3 separate regions of the Sus scrofa genome follow, and regions 2 and 3 are each linked to region 1. The links are chromatin contacts, called in public Hi-C and HiChIP or PLAC-seq maps. All regions are on one chromosome and are shown on one strand. Each heading gives the region's core, a stretch centred on a gene start, on an enhancer-like site or on the middle of the called end of the contact. The rest is flanking DNA. Distances are from core to core; before and after follow the strand shown.

What was found. A called contact is a pair of places that touch in the nucleus more often than the background predicts. HiChIP or PLAC-seq counts read pairs in DNA pulled down with a chosen protein or histone mark.
Region 2: a Hi-C map of skeletal muscle shows a contact between it and region 1, with 2.3 times the contacts expected there. The contact joins two enhancer-like sites. A contact is called at or near these places in 2 of 47 Hi-C or Micro-C datasets (liver and skeletal muscle) and 2 of 2 datasets of contacts at active chromatin or transcription factors (alveolar macrophages and skeletal muscle).
Region 3: an H3K27ac HiChIP or PLAC-seq map of alveolar macrophages shows a contact between it and region 1. The contact joins two enhancer-like sites. A contact is called at or near these places in 2 of 47 Hi-C or Micro-C datasets (embryonic fibroblasts and epiblast stem cells) and 1 of 2 datasets of contacts at active chromatin or transcription factors (alveolar macrophages).

Annotation. Positions count from the first base shown.
Region 1 is chr9:63,994,053-63,998,706 of Sscrofa11.1, forward strand. No RefSeq gene overlaps it. Among named protein-coding and RNA genes, the nearest start is that of BTG2, 37 kb to the right of the region's middle. Within about 2 kb of position 3,294, at least 36 of the 83 cell types and tissues checked have an H3K27ac peak or open chromatin away from gene starts, as enhancers often do. A contact at or near this core is called in alveolar macrophages, liver and skeletal muscle, where this site is marked.
Region 2 is chr9:64,358,172-64,362,801 of Sscrofa11.1, forward strand. All of the region lies in intron 1 of ATP2B4 (plasma membrane calcium-transporting ATPase 4), which reads left to right. Among named protein-coding and RNA genes, the nearest start is that of ATP2B4, 24 kb to the left of the region's middle. Within about 2 kb of position 1,335, at least 70 of the 83 cell types and tissues checked have an H3K27ac peak or open chromatin away from gene starts, as enhancers often do. A contact at or near this core is called in alveolar macrophages, liver and skeletal muscle, where this site is marked.
Region 3 is chr9:64,386,098-64,390,909 of Sscrofa11.1, forward strand. It overlaps ATP2B4 (plasma membrane calcium-transporting ATPase 4), which reads left to right. Exons shown (of 21, transcript XM_021063194.1): 2 at 1,792-2,459. The coding sequence starts at 2,267. Among named protein-coding and RNA genes, the nearest start is that of ATP2B4, 52 kb to the left of the region's middle. Within about 2 kb of position 2,129, at least 5 of the 83 cell types and tissues checked have an H3K27ac peak or open chromatin away from gene starts, as enhancers often do. A contact at or near this core is called in alveolar macrophages, where this site is marked.

The sequences.
Region 1 (4,654 bases), core at 2,044-4,543:
CCTTGACTGGAATCATCATCCCCTTTCCCTCTTTGGTGTCCTTCATATGATCCCTTAGCTACGTGACCCTGTCCAGGCTCTGATCACCTAGCCTAGGAATTCCCCTGGCCTTGCTCAGTGGGTTAAGGATCCGGCATTACTGTGAGCTGTGGTGTAGGTTGCAGATGTAGCTCAGATCTGGCATTGCCATGGTTGTGGTATAGGCCAGTGGCTACAGCTCCAATTTGATCCCTAGCCTGGGAACCTCCATATGCCATGGGTGCAGCCCTAAAAAAAAAAAAAAAAAAAAAAAAAAACCAACTCCCTCACTTACTAGGTTAGGCATCTCATCAGGATGAGGTACAAGTGTAGGTAACAGAAAACCCACAACAACAATGGCTTTAACAAGGTAGAATTTTATTTTCCTCTCACATAAAAGCCTGACGGTGGGAGTCTGGGACTGGTATGTTGCCCCAGTCTCCTTCCAGCTTATTATTCTGAGGTTCCTAGTGGGTGGCCCTTGTCCTTGTGGTTCAAGGTGTCACCCACCACCTACCAAACAGCAAAATAGAGGGGAGAACAAAGAAGGGCCAGAAAGAATAAACACAAGTTTGTCTTAGGGAAGGATCCTAGAATCAGCCACATGACACTACACTTACTTCTCATTGGCAAGAGCTCAGTCACATGACCATACCTAACCACACAGGAGGTTGGGAAATGTAGTCTTCTTTCTAGGCAGTCATGCTCCAGCTAAAGCTCTGATTAGGGAGTAGAAAATTATTGGGAACCACAAGTAACTTCTAGCAGAAGCCTCATGACCTCTCTTGGCATGGGGATATTGCTATCTTACCATAAGCGTATTGCTGTATTAACTGAAACCTCACATGCAAGTCATCTAGCACAGAGCCTGGAACATACTAGGCACAACCCCCCTTCTTCCTCCTCCCCATTTCCAGGATTCTGGAGTGCATACTTTTTTCCTCTCAAATGTGTCCATAGCTCCTGCAGCCAATGTCTGAGCATTGTCCCAAGCTGAACTCTCAGAGTCAGCCTGCAACTTGCCAGGGCCTTGAGCTGGGCCTCCAAGTATTAGAGTAAGCCACAGGGACCTGCCTTATCCTCATGCCCACCCACTCTGGAGTCTGTGAAAAGAGACTCTCCCTGCTTCTCTTTTTGATACTGCTAGTAATTTTGCACAAGAAAACACCTGCCCCAGCCCTCCCTGGAGCCCCAGGTCTGCTTCTTGCCTTGATACTGGTGGTCGAAGCCCAGGAGAGCTGGGACTTAATTCAAAGACCTCAAATGTGCAAAAACCTGTGGAAAAGCTGAGAGAGCTCCACTGAAGAGGGTTTGCTGGGCAGGAACCAACTCCTCACACACATCAGTTTCAGACTCTTCTAGCAAAAGACTCTGTAAGGCAGAGAGAGTGACCTTTAACCAGATAACCCCAGACTCCCAAGTTTAGAGTATAACCCAAAGCAATAACCATGAATAAAAACTGAATAAAAACTCCTTTCAGTCTTCTCTTTCTTTTTTAAAATTTGTTGAAATTTTACATTTTATTACTTTACTTCAAAACATATTTCCCTAAATACTCCTAGTAAAATTAACACTTCAGCAAGATATACCATGTTTATCCTTCACCTTCACTTGTCCTTGGCCCAGCATGCATGTCCCCGGGAATCACTGCACCACCCCCTTTCATTCCCGCACAACCCCATGCAATATGAACTCTTATACAGATGGACACATTTGGAAACCGAGGTTGAGAGAGTATGCAGATCGTCTGAGAGTAACTGGTTGACCTGGGATTCAGATCCTGGTCCATCTGGTTCTAAATCCTTGCCCTGTAATCATCATGTAAGTAAATAGGGCTTACCCACCACCTAGTGATGGAATCTGTTGCCTAGGCGCTTGGGCACACAGGGGAATTGGCAAGGAGGGGGCACCATGAAGGAAGCCCCTTTGTAGGTGAGGAGATGAGTTTGGGGGATGCAGGCCATTGACTCCAGGAGTGACCTCCACTAGCAAGATGCCTGGAAGCTGGAGAGCTGCTTCAACTAATAGCATGGGACTGGCTTGGAACTCATTCTTGGGTCACCCTAACCTCAAGGGCAGAGAGCCAGGACCAGAGAGGAGTGGGGAGAACCCCTTGTCTCTGGTCAAGAATCCTGAAAGGGGAAAGATGCTTTGTGACCACAGTCAGTCATGAGGACTGATCCCAGCCTGGAGTCCAGGGGTACTCAAAATAACAGAGGCCAAGGTGGCCCCAACCCAAGAAAAGCAGGACATGGACCCTGCCTCAAAAAGTGGGGCCCCTAGGAGTTAGTTCCCTTCATGGCCCAGCTGTTAATGAATCTGACTAGGATCCATGAGGAAGCAGATTCAATACCTGGCCTCGCTCAGTGGGTTAAGGATCTGGTGTTGCTATGAGCTATGGTGTAGGTCGCAGATGCAGCTTGGATCCCATGTTGCTGTGGCTGGTGGCGTAAGCCAGTGACTATAGCTCTCATTTGACCCCTAGCCTGGGAACCTCCATGGGCCGAGAGTGTGGCCCTTAAAGGAAAAAGCAAAAACGAAAAAAGGAGTGGCCCCTACCAGAAGGACACAAAAGTGTCTCTTAGAATCCTGGCAATGCTGAGTATGGAGGAGAGTGACACAGGGGACTCCCTATGAGGAGGCAATGACCTAGGCTTGGCACCCACTCCCTGCCAAAAAATGCTCGGCTGTAGCATCAGAAGTGCCCCAGCCACCATTGTGTAAATTCAGCGCCGCTCCACGTTTGGGGCGGGATGTGACTTCTTGGTAGACCCACCTGTCCTGTCTCCCTCATAAGTAAAAGTTCCCAGTGAGGGTGTTGCAGGTCCCTTCTCCTGGGCCCCTGGTTCCTACACCAGGACCCCCAACCGACTAGGCACTTATTCCACAGGATGGGTACTGCCTGGGTCACCCAAAGCAACCTGAGGACTGTTCCTACCACAGAGTCTGAGGGGCCTCCCTGTCTGCCTCCTCACTGATCTACAGTGGAGGAGGCCAACCCCAGGGCTGGCCCCAAATTGCTGTGTGATCCTGGGAGGGTCACTTAATCTCTCTGAGCCTCATTTTTCCTTCCACGCTATAGGGAGGTGAATCCTGACTTTGGGAGAATGAACTCCCAAATTCTAATTCCAAATTCCAAATTATTCTAATTCCCTGGAAGACAAGGAGAAGGGGGAAGACGTGAATTGTTCTTATTGGTCTCTGTACAGGTGATAGGATCCAGAGGTGATATTTGCTGTCACCAAACCTGATGTGGGTGCCTAGGCTGATCAGCAGGGGGAGCCAGGCCTCTGTTTTGGTCCTTGAGCTGCCCTGGCTGGAAGTGGCCTGGCCAGGGGTTGAGAAAAGTTGGCTCTCAGCAGGTGTTGCTCCAGAGAAGGTAAGTCCTAGGCAGCCCAGAAAAAAACATCTGGTCCCCAGAAGTCTCTATGGTTGATTGTTGTTTGTTTCTCACCATCTGACTTCCCCCGGGCATGTATGTTTGGAAGTACTTGAGCGCAGGGAAGCCTGTGAGTGGCAGTCTGGGGGACTGCCTGGGTGCCTCCAGGCTTTGTTCTGAGTGGTGGGAGGGGGCTTCTCCGATCATCTCAGGTCCTGGGCCACAAGCAGTGGCCAGGCCAGACATTTTCTATGCTTGGAGAAGATGCTGCTGGTGCTGCAGACGAGTCCAGAACCACTCACCTCCTTGCTCTGCCCAGAAAGGAGTCATTCTTGCAGATCCTGCAAGAGGTAGGATCCACTTGGGCCGCCTCAGGAGACAGTCCCTGGACGTGGCCCAGCCCCTGACCTCTGAAGCAACCCCCCACCCGCTGCTCTTTCCTGCTCTCCAGGTCAGCATGGGCCAGGATGGAGGAAGCCTCCCTTGCTTCTCTGGCCAAAGGAAAGGAGCCAAGGGGTTGCAAAACAGCCCTTAGGTTCTTGGACAAGAAGGCAAAACAAAACAAAACGAAACGCAAAACAAAAAGCTCAGCTAGATCACTGTCTCACCCAGAGGCAAGTGATTGCTCAATTCAGGGCAGCCAGCCTGGCCTCTGTCACCTGCTGAGCCTCAGGAATGAACCTGCAAGTGGGCATTTGATGGGGACAGGGCCTCTCTGGCCTGAGAGGGAGATGCCATTCTCCCCTCTGGAAACCACAGGCAAGAACAGCTTGCAGAATGATATTCCACCAAGGAATCAGGCTGTGTCCAGAAGGGCCTGTGGCCACACAGTGCAGAGAAGGTGAATTCAAACCGCAAAGTAGACAAATTGCTAAGTCCCTTCCCACTGCCCCTTCAGCAGCTCTCTTCCGGCTTCCTGACTGCCCAGGGTAGCCCCTTTTAAACACTTACAAAAGGATCACCATGAACCCCTCCTTCCAAAGTTAAGGGTACAAATAAGGAGCTTACAGAGGAGCATGAATGCTGGACCATCTCCACAGAGTGACAAGCCCTGAAGATCCTCCTACTGGGGAGAGGGGACAGAACCTGCCTCCCAGAGCCTGAAGGAAAAGACACTCACTCGGAGTCATAAAAAGGCAGAAGAATTTTCTAGGTAGATGACAGGAGCAAGGCCCCACCGCACCTCTGAAGGGGCCACTGGCCAGGCAGGCACACACAGTTGCCAATGATGCAGCAGAGAAGATCACAAAGCACTTT
Region 2 (4,630 bases), core at 85-2,584, 360 kb after region 1:
ATAGCAGCATGACCTTGAGCAAGACCCTTAACCTCTGAACCTGTTTCCTCATCGGTTATGTGTTTCTAACCATGAGGATTGTTAACAGATAGTCTAGGGGGAGGATGTGGAATCTAAATGGAAGTGTTCAGAGAAGTTAAAAGCACTATACTTGTGCGCAAGGACGCTGTTACAGCTCAGAGGTGTTCCTGAAGATGTTGAGATGAGCCGGTGTTTGATCAGACTAAAAAGTCCTAGAATCAATCCTATTCTGTCAGAATGGTAGGGGCAGTAATTCAACCCCCTTAATTTTACACACCAGAAAAATTAAGTCGCAGGAATCCACATGGTCTCCACTTGTACCCTGACCAGGTCACACTCTCTACTCCAGAGCTCAGGTCGATGGGGTGCCCTCCAATTTACTTCTCCCTCATCCCAGTGCTGCTGAGTGAGGACTAATGACATGGTTGGCTCTGTTTATACTGTAATGTCCTGTGCCAAAGCCTCTCAGATTTGCCACGACCTTCTGTGAGGGGTCTTTCATGCTATCCTCTCAGAATCACCCCAGTTTTTGCCATGCCTCCGACATCATGCATCCACTGATAATCCGCATTCGTGAAGTGGGCGCGCTGGGCACAGTAGGGAGCTAGCTCGGCCCTGCGCCCATCCGCCCATCGGTGGAGACTCAGGACAGCGCTCTACGAGGAAACCTGTGTGGAGCGGCCGGCTGTGAGTTGCAGCCACAGAGATGAGCTCTCGGAGTGTGTAGGGAGGGCAGGTGAAGGGCGGGGTGACAGCTGGAAGGGCTCCCGAGGCCTCCCAAGGCTGAAGGGTGGAGATTCCTTCCCGGGGTGTGGCGCGGGGAGGACGAGGGTCCTGGGGGAGGACTGGGGACTGCCGGGCCTGCCGGCGCGGTGAGTCACTGCCCATTCTGAGCAATCGCGGGCTGTGGGGTGGAGCCGCCCGCCTTCTCCCAGGCTTTCGTGCGGAGCCAGACTTAGAAAGGCCAAGGCTTTTGCCGCCCCAGCTCTTCCCGGCCGGGGCCGGGACTGGGACGCGCTGGGAGCCGAGCTGTGCCGACACGTCGGAACCCGGCCGGCCCGGGGCGAGGGCGAGGGTGCGGAGCCGGGCAGCCAGGCGAGCGGAAGGGGAGGCCACGGTGCGCGGCCCAGCTGCCACCCCCGGGCTCCGCCCGCCTGCTCACCGAGCAGAGGCCCGCGCGGCATTGGGAGGGGGCTGGGCAGCTGGTCGCCCGCCTCCTGAGCCCACTGCCTGGAGCTCCCTGTCAGGGCGCGGTTGGTGGCAACGAGTGGATCCAGGAAGTCTCAGCGGGAAGGGGTTGGGGTTCTCCTCGACCTGTTTTACTTTGGATCCAAAAGGAGACTGGCGCTTGGGCCCGTGCCCCATTTGCTGAGAGCCTCCCTCCATGGTGAAATGAAATGCTTCTCCCCACCCAAAGCCTGGGACTCATCCCAGCATCTTCTCCCTCCCACCTTCCTTCTGTGCCCCTCCTGCCTTCTGGCTCTCTGGTCTCCAGAAGAACAATGCAGATCAACCCCCCTGCCCTGCTTCCCTTTACTTTCACTTCTCCCCGCCCTCTCACCCCCCAGATCAGACCCTCTAAGGTATTTGATATATTAGCATTTAATATGGTCAAATGCACGTATTGACTAGGTTGTAACATGACAATTTTAGACCATGAAATTGACAACAGAAGTTCTCATCTAAAAGAGAGTCTTGCTAACTTTTGGTAGTTCCATGACTGTCTTTGATCATGAGAATTGAAAAAATGTTGCTGGCAGAAATAGTAGAAACCTATTTTTCTCTTCTTTCATCCCTAGCACTCTCTTTTTCTTGCTTTGATTTCTCAGGTGCACAAAAAAAGGATAGTTCATGGTACATTTTCTTCACTGGTTTATGAAGAAACCTCTCTTTTGCTGCTAATTTATATAGCTTATTTATGTATTTTAATAACCTGTTCAAGACTCCTGAACTCACCACCCAATCAAAAAATGAGATCTACCGTATTTTGCATTCATCTCTAAGCCTTTTCTATCCTATCCCCCACCTCTTCACCCAACCCAACCACTATCTGGTTACGACTGTTTTGATAAACATATGTATGCCTAAACAAATATATTATTTAATCTTACTTTATAGTCTTTATTAAATTATTAAAAATTTATACTGTGTACAGTCTTCTAGACTTGCTTGTTTTCTTTCAATATTATAACACTAAGATTTGTCCCTGTTGAGTATAGCTGTAGTTCATTCATTTTCACTGTTATATTCTATTAGTGAAGCTATCACCCCTTTTCGCCATAATGAACAGTACTGCCACAAACTTTCCTATTCATGTTTCCTGTGCAAGTCTCTCTTAGGTGTAGATCTCAGAAGCGAATTGCTAGATCTTGGTATGGGAATATTCAGTTTTACAAAATAATTACAGATTGTTTCTTGATATGTTTTTAATGGTTTTGCCCCTACCAGCAAAGTGTATGAGATGCTGTTGGTCCATGTCCTCTCAAGTACCTGGTATCATCAGACTTTAAAACTTTTGCCAACTGAATGCTATAAATAGTATCTTGTAGTGGTCTTGATTTGCATTTCTCTGATTACCAATGAAGTTGAACAGCAGAAATAATACTTCACAGATGAGATTCAAAAATTGCAGACATTGGAGTCAATTGGATATAGAAAAATTTTAAATATATTTAATATATTAAAAGAAATAGGAGGGTATTGAAAGAATGGTGCAGGGACAGGAAACTCGACTGACCAAGAAGATATCCAAAGAGAAATTCTAAAAATGAAAAAAGAAAAAAAATAAAGGGAATTAAAATTTTCATGATTAGGTTAAAATAATAGTTTATAGCTAAAGATAAAATCAGGAGTTGTAAGATATTTCTGAGGAATCTATATAGACAACGGAAGGTGGAGGAGGTAAAGATGGAAAAAGTTATTGAGGCATAGAAAGTAGAGCAGAGATGGACAAATTTTCTATAAAGGGCCAGATAGTAAATATTGCAGGCTTTGTGGCCCAGATGGTCTTTGTCATAACTACTTGACTCTGATGTTAGAACATGAAAGCAGCCACAAACCATATATAAATGAATGGATATGTCTGTGTGCCCATAAAACTGTATTTACAAAAACAGGCAGCAGGCCAGATTTGGCCCAGGTTATGTAGTTTGCCCACCTTGGGAAGAGACTAAAAAAATACAGTTAATTAATGCTCCAGAAGGAGATAATAGAAAAGGAGTACAACAGTGTTTAAAAAAGCAGTAGCCAGGAATTGATAAAGTATAATCATTATATTTGTGAGGCCTAATGAATTCCAAGGGAGATAAATAAAATTCGCCATTAGACATACAATAATGAAACTACAAATCATCAGAGATAAATAATTTTAAAGTAACCCCAAAGATAAACATTCAAGGAAATGACAATTAAGACTGGCAACAGACTTCTCAACCTCAACAATAAAAGCCAGAAGATAGTGGAATAATACTTCAATGTGCTGAAGCAGATACCTACTAACAGAATTCTGTCATCAGTGAAAATTTTCTGAGAATGAGGGCAAAATAAGGTCCTTTGTAGACAAACCAAAACAGATTTCTACCAGAAGGCTTTCCACAAAAGCAATTTCTAAGGGAAATAGTTTAAGAAGAAAAGTTACTCAAAAGGAAGATTGGAGAAGGAATGATGAGCAAAGAAAACTGTAAATATGGTGCTAAATTTAAATCTTGATTACAAAGAAAATAAAGATAAAAGCATCTAACCTATAGTGATAAAGTGAAGCTATAATTAAAATTGCCAGTGACAGGAGTTCCCGTTGTGGCTCAGTGGTAACGAATCTGACCAGTATCCGTGAGGATGCGGGTTTGATCCCTGACCCTGATCAGTGGGTGAAGGATCCAGCATTGCCTGAGCTGTGGTGTAGGTTGCAGACGTGGCTCAGACCTGGCATTGCTATGGCTATGGCTTAGGCCAGCAGCTACAGCTCCAATTTCACCCCTAGCCTGGGAACTTCCATATGCCAAGGGTGTGGCTCTAAAAAGACAATATACGTGTGTGTGTATGTGTGTGTATACACACTCATACACAAATACATTTCTTTTCTTTTCTTTCTTTTTTTTTTTTTTTTTTTTTTTTGTCTTTTTGCCATTTCTTGGGCCGCTCCCTCGGTATATGGAGATTCCCAGGCTAGGAGTCGAATCGGAGCTGTGGCTGCCGGCCTACGCCAGAGCCACAGCAACACCAGATCCGAGCCTCGTCTGCAACCTACACGATTCCCAGGCTAGGAGTCGAATCGGAACTGTGGCTGCCGGCCTACGCCAGAGCCACAGCCACACCAGATCCAAGCATGTCTGCAACCTACACCACAGCTCACGGCAATGCCAGATCCTTAACTCACTGAGCAAGGCCAGGGATCGAACCAGCAACCTCATGGTTCCTAGTCAGATTCATTAACCACTGAGCCACGACGGGAACTCCACATTCTAGGATTCTTAAGATTTCTAGGCTAACACACAAAAAAACGAGGAATAATGTTAACTTCCAAACTAGTGGAGGGGAGGAAAATGGAAAGAAAGAAGAAAAGAATGAAAATAGGAAATGTGGCAGTTAGAAAAAGGTTAAGGCTGTGATA
Region 3 (4,812 bases), core at 879-3,378, 390 kb after region 1:
TGGCATAACCTTTCCTAAGTCAGAGTAGCTCTAATAATCTTTAGTAGAATGAGGAGGCACACGGCAGACTGGGAGAGGGAGGGGTGTAACCACCTCCATCCCCGTGGAACCTGCCAAGAACAGGATTGATTCAAATCAGCAGGAACTTTGGCCATATGTGATTTTTAGAAAAGTAATTGAGAAAGAGTCAAGTCCTTATCTGATGGTCCTTGTACTTATTTGTTCACCTTCTAGGAGCAAGAATTTCATCTTTTTTTTTTTTTTTTTTTGTCTTTTAGGGTTGCACCCTAAAAGCATATGGAGGTTCCCAGGCTCGGATTGGAGCTACAGCTGCTGACCTACACCACAGCCATAGCAATGCCAGATCCGAGCCACGTCTGTGGCCTACACCACAGCTCACAGCAACACCGGATCCTTAACCCACTGAGCAAGGCCAGGAATCAAACCTGCGTCCTCATGGATACTATTCAGATTCCTTTCCGCTGAGCCACAATGGGAACGCCCAGGATTTCATCTATTTATTGGAGAGGGCTGTGCTGTGTTCAAGAAGAGCCCCTTCGCCTTTCTTTCTTTCTTTTTTGGGTCATGCCCGACGCATGTGGAAGTTCCCAGGCCAAAAATCAAACCCAAGCCACAGCAGTGACAATGCCGGCTCCTTAACCACTAGGCCACCAGGGAACACCATGGAAGAGCCCTTCCACCTTTAAATAGCTGCTGTGTGGCAGTAGCCTCTGCATTACGCAGGGCAGCCTCTCTCTGAAGCTGAGAAGAGTCCTCAGGATAAGCCTTGTTCTCACCTTCATATTCTCACCTACACATCCTCTGCCACTGCACCCCTCATCAGCATGCGTGAGAGGTAACATATGCCTTCCTGAGAGGAGAAATGCTGATTTGAGACCCTCTGGGGTCACTCACACACAGGCTAACTGCTCCCCTGCTGACCTGGTGATGGCCTAGGCGCTCTCTGAATCCATAGCTGCCACCCCAGAGAAACTTAACTCCTAGGCCCCAAGCTCACTATCTTTCCTCCTCAGAGGTCCTCTGTCCCCCTTTGTGCCCCCTTCCACCCTGTATCACCACCTGCCAGAGCATTTTACTCACCACTTCCCCCAAAAAAGCTTCTTGGAGGAAGGTGGGGCTTAGCTCCGAGATCTGATCTTAAGCACCTGATCTTGACAGCTGTGGCCTGCTGCAGAATTTCCATACAGCATCAGGCTGAGTATTCTGAGGGGCCGCAGAGGATTGGGGCATCTTCTACCAGCCTGTCTTCCTGTTTTGTAAATGCGTGTGTTGGGAGTAGGGGAGGGTGCAGGGCATGGGGGAAGGTGGCAGACAGGCAGGCAACCTTCCAGCTCACTCTGGTCTGGACTCCTTTACTGACCTCTTCTCACCCCTTAGAGGTAAGATCAGACTAAAAGATTCTGCTGCAGGTCCCTAAGATAGACAGACAGGGAGAGCATCAGAGCCATTAGAGGTCATAACCTTTTATTTCCAAGTCTCTGAGGTTGTGGGATTTGTGCTGCCTGGTTTAGAAGAGGTGAGAGAGGAAGACTGGGGTGTATCTGAATTTATTTCTCTACATTGGAGTTTACAAGCTGCTGGGGCCCCCAGGGAAGAAGGGGCCTCTCCTAACTCAGTTCACTCAGCTCAGGCTTCAGCTATCAGTTCAACTCAGACATCAACTGTCACCTAAACCCTTGCGCTAGAATGAATACCTCTTGCCCTTGCAGGTGCTGGTCCCCATGCTGCTCTAATTGTTTCTTTTTGTCTATCTTTGAATCTTTATTCCAGAGATCCAGTTGTCATTGGTATCCAGGGAGCCCTCCTCTTCCTCCTCCTCCTCCTGCCGCCTCTCTACCACTGCAGTTGCTGGTTGTTGCTAAGGTTGCCTCCATGGTAACATGCACATCCTGTTTACACCTCCATCCGGGCAAGTTGGTCTAAGCTAGGAACCTACCTACCCTGGACAATCACTTCCATCACCACCTGGGGACACCAATCATCGTGACACGTGGTCCGCCTTCCACTCAGTCCCCCCATCCTCTTCCTCCTCCTGCTGCCAAGCTTCATATACAAAAAAAAAGATCTGGGCCAGAGACTGCTGCTCTGAAGCTTATTGCACAAGACACAGACGATCTATTTCCCAACCAGGCTCCCAGAGAAGCACGACGTAAAAAGAAGTGAGGCAGAGAAGCAAGAGACTCTGGTCTCTGGAAGGGAAAATTCACATTTCCTCTGGTCGAGGGGCTTGGTAACAACAGGCAAAATGACGAACCCAACAGAACACTCCTTGCCGGCCAACTCGATAGTTGAGACCCAAGAAGGGGAATTTGGCTGCACAGTAATGGACCTGAGGAAGCTCATGGAGCTGCGTTCAACTGATGCAATAAACCAGATCAATGTCCACTATGGAGGAGTAGTGAATCTCTGCAGTAGACTGAAAACCAACCCTGTGGAAGGTAAAGGCCATATCAGGCGTGGGAATTGGAGAAAGGTGGCTAGTATTAAAATATATCCTTCTCCCAGCTTCTAGAGAAGGCATATTTCTGGAAACTTTGCTGGTGGGCACAGTACGGTGTCTCAAACACAGAGAGGAGGTGAGGCTATGGAAGAGAAATATCATTTCCTCCCAGAGATGATGTTTAGGGACTGGGGTATTCTCCAAAGATCATTATTTCTTCTTTTTTCTGTAGTTATGTATAGAGGGAGAATATTTAATAAATGTTTACATTAGAGGTGCTTTTACCAGTAAATCATCATCAAGTCCATTATTCTGTAGCAGTCAGATTGCAAAGGCTTGAAGATATAACTCTTCCCGCACACTGATCTTGCAGTGTAATAAGAAAAAAAGTGGGTAAGTCCCTCTACCCAATGTAGCATTTCCCTATGGTACCCAATTACAAACAGGATGGTAAATCATAAGGTATAGAGTTATACCCACTATATCTTTGGATTATTACCTCTGTTTTCTGTCAGAGAATTATTGATGACTTTTTCAACCCTATCTGATGCATTTTTAATGTAGTTCTTCTTTGGTCTTAGAATGAAAAATCCAGTTTCATGCTTACCTGTCTCAGCCCAGTTTTGCCTCATCAAAATAGAGAAAGAACAAACGGAATCTTACTTGCTCACTTTTGCCTGCTTTCAGCATCTCTGTTACAGGTCCTATTGAGTCAGGCAGGTCATGGTTGAGTAGGCTGAGACAGAACAAAGATCTTGTCCTTTATATGCCTTCAGCCTCTTGAGGTATACCGTTTCTGACCCTTCCTTGGCATATCATATTTCGTGCCAATTCTAAGAAATCTTGGCCAATGCTATAAGTTAGTGACTTGGCGTCCAGACTCTTTAGGATTAATAAAAGGGACAGAGAGATTTTTTTATATAGGTATCCGTATACTGCCCATGTCTTGTTTTCTTTGCAATCAGAGATAGCTGCCCTGTATGTTCTCTGTACTTCTAGAATTTAGTTTCTTATCTCGAAGGCTTTGAATTCAAATACTGCTAGCCCTACCATTTACTAGCTGAATAGCATTGTGCAGTTTGCTCACCCTCTCTGAGTAAACATCATTTTCTTCTTTGAAAATGATACTAATATCTAGCCTATGGAGTTACTGGAAGTAAATAATATTCTATGTACAATGCTCAGTGGGTGTTTAGTAAATTAGTTGTCTTATATTAAAATAGAGTCCAGGTGTCTGAAGATACTTGCCAGAATATGCGTGTCTATGGAGTATGTTATTGTACCTGGAGAGGTTGCTGAACATCTTAACTGCAACCACTGTCCGTTGTCTCCATTCACCTGTTGATGTCAAAAAGATTTCGGTTAAGAGGGCAGTGCTTGGTTGATTTCATATGGTTCAGTCTTTTCCTTCTGTTCAGTATCTAATGACTGCCCTTGGGATAATGCGACCTCCTTGTCTGCTAGATTTCTTTATTCTGCCACTTTCACAATAGTATTGACCTTAAACAGAGGCTATTCCTATTATGTTTTCACTGAGATCATGCAGGCTTTAGAAACACCCGTCAGAAGTTACTTTTTTTTTTTTTTTTAGGGCCGCACCTTCGGCATATGGAAGTTCCCTGGCTAGGAGTCAAATCAAAGCTACAGCTGCTGGCCTATGCCAGAGCCACAGCAACACGGGATCCAAGCTGCATCTGCAACCTATACCACAGCTCACAGCAACACCGGATCCTTAACCCGCTGAGCAAGGCCAGGGATCAAACCTGCAAGCTCATGGATATTAGTCAAATTCGTTTCCACTGCGCCACAACAGGAACTCCCCTTCCTATACTGTTTTTAATCCCTTGAGTCAGCTGTTTCTCTCGCAAAGCCAAACTCAGAAATCCAAATAAGCTGAAATCTGAGAAACTCCTAATAGCAGGGTCCAGATTTTCCTCTCAATTTTCCAAACCCTTTCTCGTAGCTGCTGTTGTTTACTACTTGGTTCCCAGAGAGCTTCCATTCCTAAAAGTCAACATATATATTCTATTTTAATCTCAACATCAAATATCAAATGCTTAGATTCTGTACTCACCTTGGTTTCAGAACTGTAGCCGAAAGCGTTCCTTCTGATGTCAGGTGCCTCTGTTGCTGTAGAGCCCGGCCATGACTATATTCCAGTACCCCTACCATTGGCACAGTTGTCCACTGCCATTCTCCTGCTCCCTTTGAGCACAAATATGTATCCTGGTTTATTTCAATATTACAACTTACTATAGGGCTAGTCCTGGAACTGGAACAGAGGGGCAGGGCATCAGAAAACAACTGTTGCATGAGTAATTTTTAGCCCCAGTGCCAACAGTGACCTCCTC